2 separate regions of the Astyanax mexicanus genome follow, and region 1 is linked to region 2. Evidence: chromatin contacts called from public Hi-C data. All regions are on one chromosome and are shown on one strand. Each heading gives the region's core, a stretch centred on a gene start, on an enhancer-like site or on the middle of the called end of the contact. The rest is flanking DNA. Distances are from core to core; before and after follow the strand shown. Region 1 overlaps cd82a (CD82 molecule a). Region 2 holds the start of cd82a (CD82 molecule a).

What was found. Hi-C and Micro-C count contacts between places; a contact is called where the count stands out from the background.
Region 1: a contact with region 2 is called in a Hi-C map of muscle, with 13 times the contacts expected there. The contact joins the enhancer-like site here to the promoter of cd82a in region 2. A contact is called at or near these places in 2 of 3 Hi-C or Micro-C datasets (both in muscle).

What each region holds. Positions count from the first base shown.
Region 1 is chr16:38,726,412-38,732,809 of AstMex3_surface, forward strand. The region is part of intron 3 of cd82a (CD82 molecule a); the gene reads left to right. Among protein-coding and RNA genes, the nearest start is that of cd82a, 35 kb to the left of the region's middle. Within about 2 kb of position 4,325, the one cell type or tissue checked has an H3K27ac peak away from gene starts, as active enhancers do.
Region 2 is chr16:38,690,204-38,696,394 of AstMex3_surface, forward strand. cd82a (CD82 molecule a) reads left to right here and starts at 4,516. Exons shown (of 10, transcript XR_007424781.1): 1 at 4,516-4,674.

The sequences.
Region 1 (6,398 bases), core at 3,075-5,574, 36 kb after region 2:
GAACTTTTTTTCACCTATTTTCCATATGAACATGCTATCCTGTTCAGCAGGATTGGTAATTGTATGGGTAATCTGGTGGTGTCAGAACAGCAATAAACCTTTTCATACTTTCGTGTTGGTTAATGCAGAAGCACAAACAGAAATGTTGAGCGATTTCCAGATGTGTTATAGTCAGTGGATAAGTAAACACTCTCACCATCAGGATTAATCTGTTCAACTCCATCTGAAAAGCTCTGCTTATTACATGTTAATTTAACCAGCAAATCAAGGGAATCCGAGTGGTCCAGCGGTCTAAAGCGCAGCAGTAGGTAGATGGTGCTATTTCCCCTCATCACTTCTAAGGTGATGTCGATTAGCAGTAGGCGTCTGTGAGCTGATGTATCAGAACCAAGTTGCTGCGCTTTTCTTTGACTTCATATATGTCAGAGGAGGCGTTGCTAGTCTTCACCCTTCTTATGTTGGTGCATCACTAGTGATGGGGGAAATACAGTTGACCTAGCTAAACTGGGAGAGAAAGCAAAAAAAAAATAAAGAAAAATACCCAGCATATCAATAAAACCAGAGTGAAACTAAACTTCCGTTCAGTCAAGTGTTCACTCTGGTTTAGTTTAATATTACATAAAAATAGAACCGACCCTTCCTGTGTGCCCTCACAGAAAAACAAATAGTCTATTAACTTTAACACATCAATATATGCTGACTTTAGAACCACATCTTTTCCAGACCTCCATGCAATTTTCAACAAAACAATGCAAAACCACATGCTGCTCGCGTTACGAAGGCATGGCTGTGGAAGAAGAGGGAACGGAGGGTACTTGTGCCCAGTAGTGGCGAAATATTTAAAGAAAAATGCGACTAGGGGTGGGCAATATTATATCGTATACAATGTATCGTGACAGAAATATCATGATATTAAAAATCCGTATCGTGATAATAGGGCTGTTCTGTCTTAAAAGTAGTCTATTATTTACTGTGAAGCTTTAGGTGTATTTATTGTATAATTGTTTTACTTTGCAGTTTATATGCGTGCACTAAATATTCTGCAATATTATTTGCTGCATTATATTATTTTATGCTATATTATTTATTTTGCCACATTATGATTATACTGTTATACTATTATACTATATTCCTGAAATGAATTAATTATTTTAGTTTTCCTATATCGCCAAGTATATCGTTATCGCAAAAATACCCTGAAATATCGTGATATTATTTTAGAGCCATATCGCCCACCCCTAGCGTCAACCATGTATTGTTGCACGCCTTCAGATGTGTTTGTAGGGTGAATGGGACATCTTTTAAATGTTGTGGCTTTACTGAAAGAAATGCAGGAGTTTGGGCATCATGGAAAGTCCTGCTCTGGTCTTTAGGGAGTCGTTTGTGTTCAGGTCATGAATGGTGCTGAGTGTGAACCCCTGATTGAATGGAGCACAGCTCAGGTTGATGTAATGATGTCAGGTTGAGGGCCTCATGGTGCACGTGTTGGTGGCTCTGGTTTCTCCAGCCGTGTGTGGTATATTTCCCCCGACACACACATTCCTGCAGCCGGTGGGGTTCGTGCAGGTCGTTTACTGGGACTCCCAGTCGCCCACCGCCGGTGGCGCTCCCCTCGCCCCATCGTTAAAATAAAGAGCGAGTTTTCAGAACGCCATTGTTCCTCTAATCCCGGCAGCAGCAGCTTCCCCCAGCCTGATGATCCCCACAGGATTTCCACGTTTCCGCTCTGCAGCCAGACACTGCAGCCCTGCAGCCGGGTGGGAGGGCACTGGAGCATTTACTGCGTTCACATTGTATACGTATATATATGGGTTGGGCAATATGATTTATTTCTTATTGTGATACACAATATACTTTCAGAACCTAAAAACACTAATCAAGGTAAGCTTACTGTAGCTGAAGCTCAGTGCTAACCTGTTCAGGAGAAAAGTAGCTTTAGCTTAGCATCTGTCTTGTAGCCCTTCTGGGATCCGTTTATCAAATGAATTACTAATATTTAGTTGTGTTTTACTCCGTCTCTGCTCATTAAGAAGGGTTTATTTAGAAGGGCATTTTAGAAGAGTTCTGAGGCTGCAGCATGTTGTGTTCAACTGCTATTGTGTTCCATGCCTGGCAACCCGGGGTTGAGGAAATAGGAAAAGGAAAATAACAGGTTGTGGTATGGTAATAATTGTAGGCTTGATTTTCTTGCAACTTTTCCTTGCAAGTGACAGGGAGCTAGTTCCTGTCCCATGACTTTGCCATGTCAGATAGAAATAAATGCAAGATCCCAGACATCTTATGAAGTATATGTATTTCTTTTATTCCAAAAGGATAAAAACAACCAGGAAAAAAAGAGTATTGTTAACTCTGTTAGCTGGTAACTAGCTTGATGCACCATTGGCTCCTTTAGCCAAAGCTAAGTATGTTATCCCAAACATATATAAATGCAGAAATTATGATAAAATAGATGCCTACTGAAGGTTAGACTACTGTAGCTGAAGCTCAGTGCTAACCTGTTCAGGAGAAAATTAGCATTAGCTCAGCATCTGTCTTGTAGTCCTTCTGGGTTCCGTCTTTCAAACGCAAAACCAATATTTACTGGTGTTTTATTCCTTTTTAGAAGGGTTCTGAAGATGAAACAGATGAAACATGCTATAATCTGCAGGTCAGTGCAAAGGTCTTTAGCTTCCTTGTGACATGGCAAAAGTCACGGGACTCTAAACCTGTTCCTGTCTCATGACATTGTTCTGGCATATCAGTGTACATCTGGATGCATCTGCATTTACATTAGGAACACAGAGCAACTCAGCCACTTTGTCTTTTTCCCTTTTATTGACTCTGGCGTTGCCTTTTTCCCTAGTAGTAGTCATGGAGAACCTAATTCAAACAGAGATCCTCGCTTTCATGTTGTAATAAAGCTGGTCTCTCCACAGCTCTGAGGTCTGGTTTAACTGGGTCTGGTGGTTAGTCTCACAGCGAGGAAAATGCTTCCTCAAGAGAGAGACTCCTCATAAGAATTAGCTTTTATTTGGACATTGTTGTTGGATTTTATGGTGGATAAACTTCAGTATATGAACTTTTTTTTGTTGCAGTCTCTCTGTATATATATATTAAAGTGGAAAAATGGGCTTCAGTAATTAAGAATATAGTTGATGTTCTTATAGGCAAGTCTGTTCACTAGGCGACGGTAAAGTCAACTTTGCAACGTGGCTTAGCAGTCATGCAAGTGAACCTTCTATCTCTACAAATGGTTAAAGACCAAAATACTGTAAACTGTAGGTCAGATTACTGTTTTAATAACATAATATTTTGAATCACTGATAAAATCTGACAGAAGTCTCATTGATAGATTGTAAAATTTGTCTAAAATATGCACGAAAAACATGCTTTTTCACATTGTTCTGGCTACTGCGCCTGCGCAGATCTCCTTATCGAATGAGAGGCATCTCCATTAACATGCTGAGTCGTATCCGCACCTGGATAAACTTTTTGCATAAATAAAAAATTCCCATTCATATAGCAGTCAGTTGTGCATATTGCTGGTCTCCTCAAAAGTAAAATTTCTGCTATAGATTTTAGTATTTTATTAGACAATTTTTAAAGACACTAATTTTAAAAATATGTTGGCACAGTCTTAGTACAATTGTAAGTAAATGTGTGCACATATCATTATTATTTTATGAAAATGTTTAAATAAAGAGAGAGTGAGTAGACGCTACACAATGTTTTAGAGAGACATGTCTGTCATCTGCTGCTGTTGATCCACTGTGTTTTATTATCAAGTCTAAAGTCAGTGCAGTTTTGTTTTCCCACAAAATCTTACAGCACTTCATGTCTTACAGCTTCCCTCTGCTACTGACAACTTTTATGGAGATGCGGATTTCATTTTCCAGCAGGACTGGAAAAGTAGGACACACTGCCAAAAGTACCAATTGGTCTTATATATAATATTCTAATTTTCTGAGACAATGATTGATTGTTAGGTTTTCATTGGTTGTAAGCCACAATCAACAAAAAAAAAAAAATTCTGCTGGAGAATGAGATAGCAGACGCACCTTAGGCTGGTACTGCTGATTACATCACAGCTACTGATGAGGCATTGTGTCTGGCGTGGGCCGCAGTCCGCGGGGCTACTGTACACTGTGCTATTGTTCGGCCGGGCTGCCTGTGGCGATGTTGTTCTTGCCGGGGAGCCGCCACACTGTTGTCGGCTTGTTTGTATGACCGGGACGGAGGGCCCTCGGTCTGGACTGGCGCCAGGATGTGTGGGCCCTTCTGGAGCGGGGCCAGAACTCACTCTGGGAATGTTCTGGTCTCTGAACTCTCCACTCAGAAAACCATAGAGTTCCTGTCCGAGCGAGCCCACCACCTTCAGCACCGCGCCAGGTCCTCACAGCTGTGATGGACGTCCTGCGAAACGTCTGCCAAACTCATTTGAGCTTCTCACACAGCGTCTCAGAGTTCTCAGGCTGAGATCAGGCCTCAACTGGGAGGTTTCAGAAGGTTTTATTAACCCTTAAAAATCCAAAATCCAAAATCGCACCTTGTGTTCTCAGCTTAATTACTCAGAAATCCCTTCACACATAAACATAATCCATATATGGTTAGAAAGGGCGGAGCTTACTCTTTCTAACCATAGTGATCACATCTCAGTGCGGTAAAGTTAAATCTACAAGAAACCCATTGAGAAAAACACCTAAAAAAGTGAAAAAAAATCTCCTTCCCCAACCAATATATAATATTTATCTTTAGTGCTTCAAACATATTTATATGATGTTTCAAATAAACCAAATAATATCAGTAAATATCAGACTCAAAAGTGTCCACAGAAAAAAAAAGTGTGAAACTACCTGCTTAACTCAAACTAAAGCTATGTATGGTGTGCGCACTACTTTATATCGTTTTTATTTTATTTGCACACTTTTACTAAGTAGTTATTTTTCACTAAACACATTTTTATTTATTAAGACTAAAAAGTTTAGATTTTTGTATATAGTTTTCTTTGTGTGTCCTGATACTCAAAATACTGAAAGGCATAGGCTGCTCTGAGTTTCAGGTTTTTAATAATCTACGGCCCGTGGGCCATTTGCGGCCCGTTTCCTTTTTTGGAGCGGCCCGCGAAGTACTTTAGAAGTAGAATGAAAGTTTGCCCGCTGTTAAGCAGGTTTTTATTATGTGAGATTCAAAGTTTGAACACTAGGTGTCAGAAACGGGCCAAAGAGTCTAAAAGTGGAGAGAGTGCGCATTTCTAGTGCAGAAAAACGGGCCAAAGAGTCTAAAAGCGGAGAGAGTGCGCATTTCTAGTGCAGAAAAACGGGCCAAAGAGTCTAAAAGCGGAGAGGGTGCGCATTTCTAGCGCAGAAAAACGGGCCAAAGAGTCTAAAAGCGGAGAGAGTGCGCATTTCTAGTGCAGAAAAACGGGACAAAGAGTCTAAAACCGGAGAGGGTGCGCATTTCTAGCGCAGAAAAACGGGCCAAAGAGTCTAAAAGTTGCCGTAATTAAGGAGTTTAATATTAAGAGACATCATGAAATGAAACATCAATTTGAAAAATCTTAGTTTACACAACACTGTCAAAGATAAAGATAGTAAGACAAGTAAAATGGTGTGTAAATGAAATAATCAGGAAAAAAAGTATTATTTAAAGTGGTATATTTCATTATTTGTTTTATTACAGAGTCTGTGGCCCGTGACTTCAAATATATTTCTCCTTCTGGCCCCCAACAAAAAAAGTTTGGACACCCCTGATCACCATGTATCCTAGAGGTGTGATTATTGATTATCAAGGAAAAAAAACGAAACGTCCGCCTGATGCTGTTTCTCCATGTATTTTATTAAAGTAATAATTAATAAGTCATGTAATGAACTCAAATCATCAATATTCTTATGCTAGTCTAACCATTTTTGAAAATATATCTTAAGTGTGAATATATTTAAAGTCTATACATTCAAAAATAAGTAAAAAAAAATAAATAAATAAAGGTGCTTAGTAAAATTTTGAGCAAAACATGATCAGTTCCAGGAAAATATAACAATTCTGCTTCCTTTTACTTTATTTGAAATGATGATATTTTTGAGCAGCCATGTGTCTTCTGGAGTAAAAGAGATCAGGGCATGTGTCTGTCTGATATAATTACTGTGTTATAAGACCTGAAAGAGGAACTGAAATCAAAAACTGAGAATAAACACATCAAAACAGCCTAGAGTTCTAAGGGTTAAGGGTGATTCCCTGCTGAGAGTGTGATTTGGTGCAGGACTCTTAATCTGTGTCTAAAGAGACACTGCATGGCGTCCAGACGGCATCCTCCTTGGCCAAGCATGACTAAGACAGACATGATTGCTGGCACTCTTCTAGAGAGCAGAGACTCTGGCTTTGGCTTCAGTTGTACACTCATTATCCAAAAACCCAGAATTCTG
Region 2 (6,191 bases), core at 3,266-5,765:
AGGTGCCAACACAAGTAATACTGTAGTTTTTGCACTATATGGTGCACTGGAATTTAAGGCGCATTATCAGTAAATGACTATTTTTTGGTCTATTTTCATACATAAGGTGCATTATGCGACACTAGTAAGGAACAGGGATGTCATCATGTTTTCTTTCAAAATTTTCTCTCGCCTATGGGTAGCAAAATCTGTAAAGCTAAGCCAAGTAAACAAAACTGTAATTCTTATAAAAAACATTTCTTACGAATCAGACAAGTCAAGCAAGCACTGGATGTTCGTTTACACATTCTCTACTGAAAACAGTTTATTTTGCTGAGTAAAGCACTTCTGTTTATTTAGAGTAAGCTTAGATTTGCAGATGCCCACTAAAGCTGGAGCATTGGCGTTCTCGGCTAATGCCACCCGACAGAGCTACACTGAGGAACCCCTGAGTGTTCCAGTAAGCCAGGAAGATATTAGCTAGCGGTTTAATCCAGGTAGCTTGTTTTAACACAGTAAACACGCAGGCTACAGTCCAATATACTCACCTGTGGACGGCCAAAGAGCTAGCGCTTAGTGCTGTGGTTAGCGGCTAATGCTATTACTGCTCCAGCAGTGCTATCCGGAGTTAGTAACGGTACAGGCCGATAATACTCACCTCTGAACAGCCAAAGAGTTAGCACTCAGCGCTGTGGTTAGCGGCTAATGCTTATGTGGTTTCAGCAGTACTATCCGGATTTAGCAGCAGGGTACAGACCGATAATCCTCACCTCTGAACGGTGAAAGAGCTAGCATTTAGCGCTATGGTTAGCAGCTAATGCTAATACTGCTGGAGACTTAAACCGAAACTACTGTATAACACTGTAGTTCAGTGGAGTGGCTTTACTGTTGCTTAATACCTGACTGGTAGAATTCATACATGAAGAGCCCTGATCATTTTTGGGAAAATTAAAGGAAATTAAATTTTAAGTGCCCCTTATAGTACAGAAAATATGGTAGTTTAATCTCATTTAGTCTCATTTTTAATAAGAAACTTTTAATAAAGTTTAGTTGAGGCAGTGAGTCTGGTGTAGTGGAAAGTGCAATTAAATATTTTTTATTTGCTCAGCTCACATAAAAATCACATTTTAGAGATTTTTATACTGTAAAAATGCCCCTTAAAGAAAAACAGATCTACTACAGTATTACCCAGAGGTGGAAAAAGTACTTAGTAATTAAGTAAAAGTACCTTTACTTTGCTAAAATTCTACTCGAGTAAAAGTACCCATCTAAAAATCTAGTCTAAATTTAGAATTTACTTTAAGTAAAAGTTACATAATTACTTTTATTTATTTGGTGTAAAAAAAAAAAAAAATACAAATCATGAATTAAATCTTTTTAATGAATTATTATTCCAAATAATAATTTGGACCTTTCAGGCATTATTTGTTCAGACCACCCCATAAAACATTTTCAAGAACAAGTGGTATAGATTTCTATGATACATTTTATTTTTCTTTACTGTTAAAAAGTTAAAAGGTTATGGTAATATAGGTGACTATAAACCGTAGTTTTACAGTTCATTATTATATAACTTGCCATTGCTATGCTTTAACTGCTATTTTTTTTTTTTTTTAACATCCAAGCAGATTGTTTAATGTTCTCATTAAAAACTTAAGGAATTATCATGAAAAACAAGAAATCATACAAAAAAGAACACAGAACAAAAGAAAATGTTTTTATTCAGACAATTAGTTTACCGCGCAGCTTTTTTTCAATGTAGTAAAGTAAATTACTTGTGTCAAAATGAACTTAAGTAAAAGTAAAATTACCTATTTTAAAAACTACTTTAAAAATTACAAATTACTCATAAAATATACTCAATTACAGTAATTTGAGTAAATGTAATTCGTTACTTTCCACCTCTGGTATTCCCCATATACTATACTACACTGTAGACCACACTGTGCTGTGTACTTCGTGTACGTGACGTCACACACACTGTACACACAGACACTTGTGGAGAACATGGTGAAGATGAGTCATCTGAGCAGATCACTTCTCCACAGATCTGTAGAGCTGTGTGCGTGTGCGTGTGTGCGCGTGTGTGTGTGTGTGTTTTCTTTTACAGCTCTTTGTGAAGAGGGGGTCTGTGTCACCACAGCCACCGCAGTCACTGCTGCTACTGAATCACTGCTCCACTGAGTCACTGTGGGTGAATCTCCTGCTGTAATGAATCGTTTTACAGAGTGCTGGTGATTAAGCAGCTGAATCAGGCCGAGGGGCACGAGAGCGTGAGCAGGAACAGCTGGGTGATCAGTGGGCACAGGCACGGACAGGTGCTGCACTGTTTCAGCTCTGACTGTATAACTGGACCAGCTTATGTAGCTGATGACATCATACTGTACGCATCATACACTCACTCACTCACAGTGCTGATTAAACAGTCGGCACTCTCATCCAGCAGTGGGAGGAGCTTCAGAGAGATGGACAGGCCAGCAAACACAACACAACATACCAGCAGTGTTGGGCAGGTTACTTTGAAAAAGTAATTAGTTATAGTTACTAGTTACTTCTCCAAAAAACTACTAACTGAGTTACAACACTATGAAAGTAACTAGTTACCAGTTAAAGTAACTATTGCATTACTTTCGTGTTACTTCAGGTTCAGCAAGGCCATGCTTTATTCTGTATTGAATGTATTTTCTACATTATAGATTAATATTAAAGACATGAGACCACTGATTGGTGGAAACGTCACACTAGGCCTCGAGCAGTTTGGACTGTGTGTCTCTCCACTCTTCCTCCAGACTCTGCTCCCTTGATTTACTTTAAATAAAATGTAAAATTTACTGATGATCAGTGATGGTTTGGAGAGACATGTCTGATATCTGCTGGTGTTGATCCACTGTGTTTTATTATCAAGTCTAAAGTCAGTGCAGTTTTGTTTTCCAACTAAATCTTACAGCACTTCATGCTTCCCTTTGTAAGGGAGAAAATAGATTCAACTGCAGTGCAAAATATTTTTGTTGGACACTTTTTTATTATTTTATTTTTTTATACATTTTCAAATGTATTGATAAATGCATTGTAAAATAAACAACGATTGTATTTTTAATTGAGATTTTTAATTAGGCTTAATTACTGTCTGGAAAACTGGCCCATAATAATAATAATAATAATAATAATAATAATAATAATAATAATAATAATATACTGAATGGAGCTTAATCATTACAGAGGGTCCTGTTCTATTAGCAGTGATGTTCTTCCAATTCCAGGAAAATATTAAACACAGGATGTTTTTTTTATCATTTCAGCTAAAATGTCGTCATTTCCTCCTCCAGTTCTCTGAACCATTTCCGGTTACAGGTGTGTTTGTGGCGGGAAGATCACAGGTGTGACAGTTCTGTCTGTTCTGCTTATCAGTTCCCTCCTGCACTTCCACCCAGCGGCCGCGGGGCGGAGCCCGAGAGCGCCCTACACTCCAGCTGTAGCCATGTGGCGCTGTGAGAACGGGTTAATGACTCGACTCCACTGAACCGATTCTTTAAACGGATCTGATTCAGTGAGTCAGTCAGATAATCAAATCATTTAGACACAAGCTCATAATAATGATCAAAATCATGTTAAAATATAGCCTATTAAAACATTACTTCAAAGAAATGACCCACATGAAAAAAAAAAACAAATATAGACATATATTTAAAATATTTTAAATATATTTCAAATAATTCCAAAATACACAATAAAATCTAAATATTTAATACACACTAAAATATATTGCAAAATAAACTGCTTAGTCCTATTTACCAAATATATTTAAATATATTTCAAATACATTTATTTTTTATTATATACAGATATGAGATATATATTTATTAACAAATATACATTTAACAAAAAACAGTGAACTAAAATGTCAAATGTAAAATGTTTACAAATACATATTTAGGTGTACATTTTAATATATATATATATATATATTTTATATACATATTGTAATGCTTTAATGTAGATTAAATGTTTAAAAATAAGATAAAAAAGAGCCCATCACATTTTAATATAATTTATTTATATCCAGCCAAACAATGTATAATAATTAAATAATTAGATGATTTAAGTATTAAATGTAAAAAATATACAACATTTATTTATCGAATATATTTTTGCTATGCATAGGTATGTTTATATATAGGTATATGTATTTAGATATTGAACAAAAATACACCTCTTCTAATTCAATGTGCTTCTTTCTTTCTATGATTTTGTACATGGTAAATTTAATATTGAAGACAAAATTAAAGATATACAGGAACACATTCAGAATTATATTGTAAACAAAAAGTATTAAACAAACCAGAATAGATTATTTATTATTCAAAATTCATAAAATTCCATCTAAGCAACAAAAAAAAAACAACTGTCAGGAATCATTTTTTTAACATGCAAAAGTGTTTGATTCAATCAGATTCAGACTTGGTTCAGATTTAGAATCGGTTCTACTGATCAACTGATTCACTTGGAATGAGTCGGTTCTCTCTCTCGAGTCGTTAGTGAATCAGTTCGGCAGTGTGGAAGGCAGGATCAGTCTCTGCGTGTCTCAGACTGGACTCAGATCTCCCACTCTCTCAGGCTCCCAGCTGCTCCACTATACTCCACTATACTCCACTATAGTATACTCTACTATACTCCAGAAGAACCCGAACACAGCGCGTGAGTATCAGCTCTACACTCTCCCAGCTTTAACTCAGAAACGCACGCGGAGGGACTGTGTTGTTTGGGACAGACAGGGTTCAGTTACCTGAGTTCAGTACTCAGAGAGTTTCAGGTGTTGAGCTGTGTTGAGTTGCGTTCAGTTGTGTTGCATCGTATTGATTTGTGTTGAGTTGAGTTGAATTGTGTTGTGTTGTATTAAGCTGAGTGGAGTTCTACACACTCGCAGCTTTAACTTATAAACGCACGAGGGACTGTGTTGTTCGAGTTCAGTATTCATAGTGTTTCAGGTATTGAGTTGTATTCTATTGAGTTGGGTTGCATTGAGTTGTGTTGAGTTGTATTGTATTGTGTTGTATTCATTTGTTTTAAGTTGAGTTGTATTGATTTGTTTTAGTTGAATTGTATTGATTTGTTTTTAGTTGAATTGTATTGTGTTGTATTGAGTTGTGTTGTATCGTACAGATTTGTGTTGTGTTGAGTTGTATTGATTTGTTTTGAGGCATGTTGAGTTGTATTGAGATGTCTATTGAGTTATGTTGCGTTGTATTCTATCAAGTAGTCTATTGAGTTGTGTCGAGTTGTATTGCATTGAGTTGTATTGACTTGTTTTGAGGCGTGTTGAGTTGTATTGAGATGTCTTGAGTTATGTTGCATTGTATTCAATAAAGTTGTCTATTGAGTTGTATTGTATTAAGTTGAGTTGTGTTGAGATATATTGTGTTGTATTAATTTGTTTTGAGTTGAGTTGTATTGATTTGTTTTTAGTTGTATTGTGTTGTATTAAGTTGTGTTGTATCGTACTAATTTGTGTTAAGTTGAGATGTATAATATTGATTTGTGTTGAGTTGTTTTGAGATGTCTATTGAGTTATGTTGCGTTATATTCTATTAAGTTATCTGTTGAGTTGTATTGTATTGAGTTGTGTTGAGTTGTATTGCATTGAGGATTAATTTGTTTTGAGTTGAGTTGTATTGATTTGTTTTTAGTTGTATTGTGTTGTATTAAGTTGTGTTGTATCGTACTGATTTGTGTTTAGTTGAGTTGTATTGTATTGATTTGTTTTGAGTTGCAGTGTATTGTATTGAGATGTCTATTGAGTTATGTTGCGTTGTACTCTATTAAGTTGTCTGTTGAGTTGTGTTGGACTGTGTTGATTTGTTTTCAGTTGTATTGTGTTGTATTAAGTTGACTTGAGTTGTGTGATTGTGTGAGCTCATGCTGTTGTGTGTTGTTCAGGTGTGTTATTGTGTTTACCTGTCTCAGGTGGAGGATAATTAGGAGTTATGATGTTTTGACACAGTTAGCTATAGTTAAATCTCAGTCTCAGTGTTTGAGAGTAGGGCAGTGAGTATAGAGTATAGTTAAAGCTCTCTCAGTGTTTGAGAGTAGGGCAGTGAGTACACACTCAGCATTCTGTGAGAATTAAAACCAGTCCTCTAAACCCAAAGCCAAGCTGGATCCAGTTCATAGCCCAGAGCTGTAGAGCTTTCAGACTGAAACTGTGTGAAATCCTC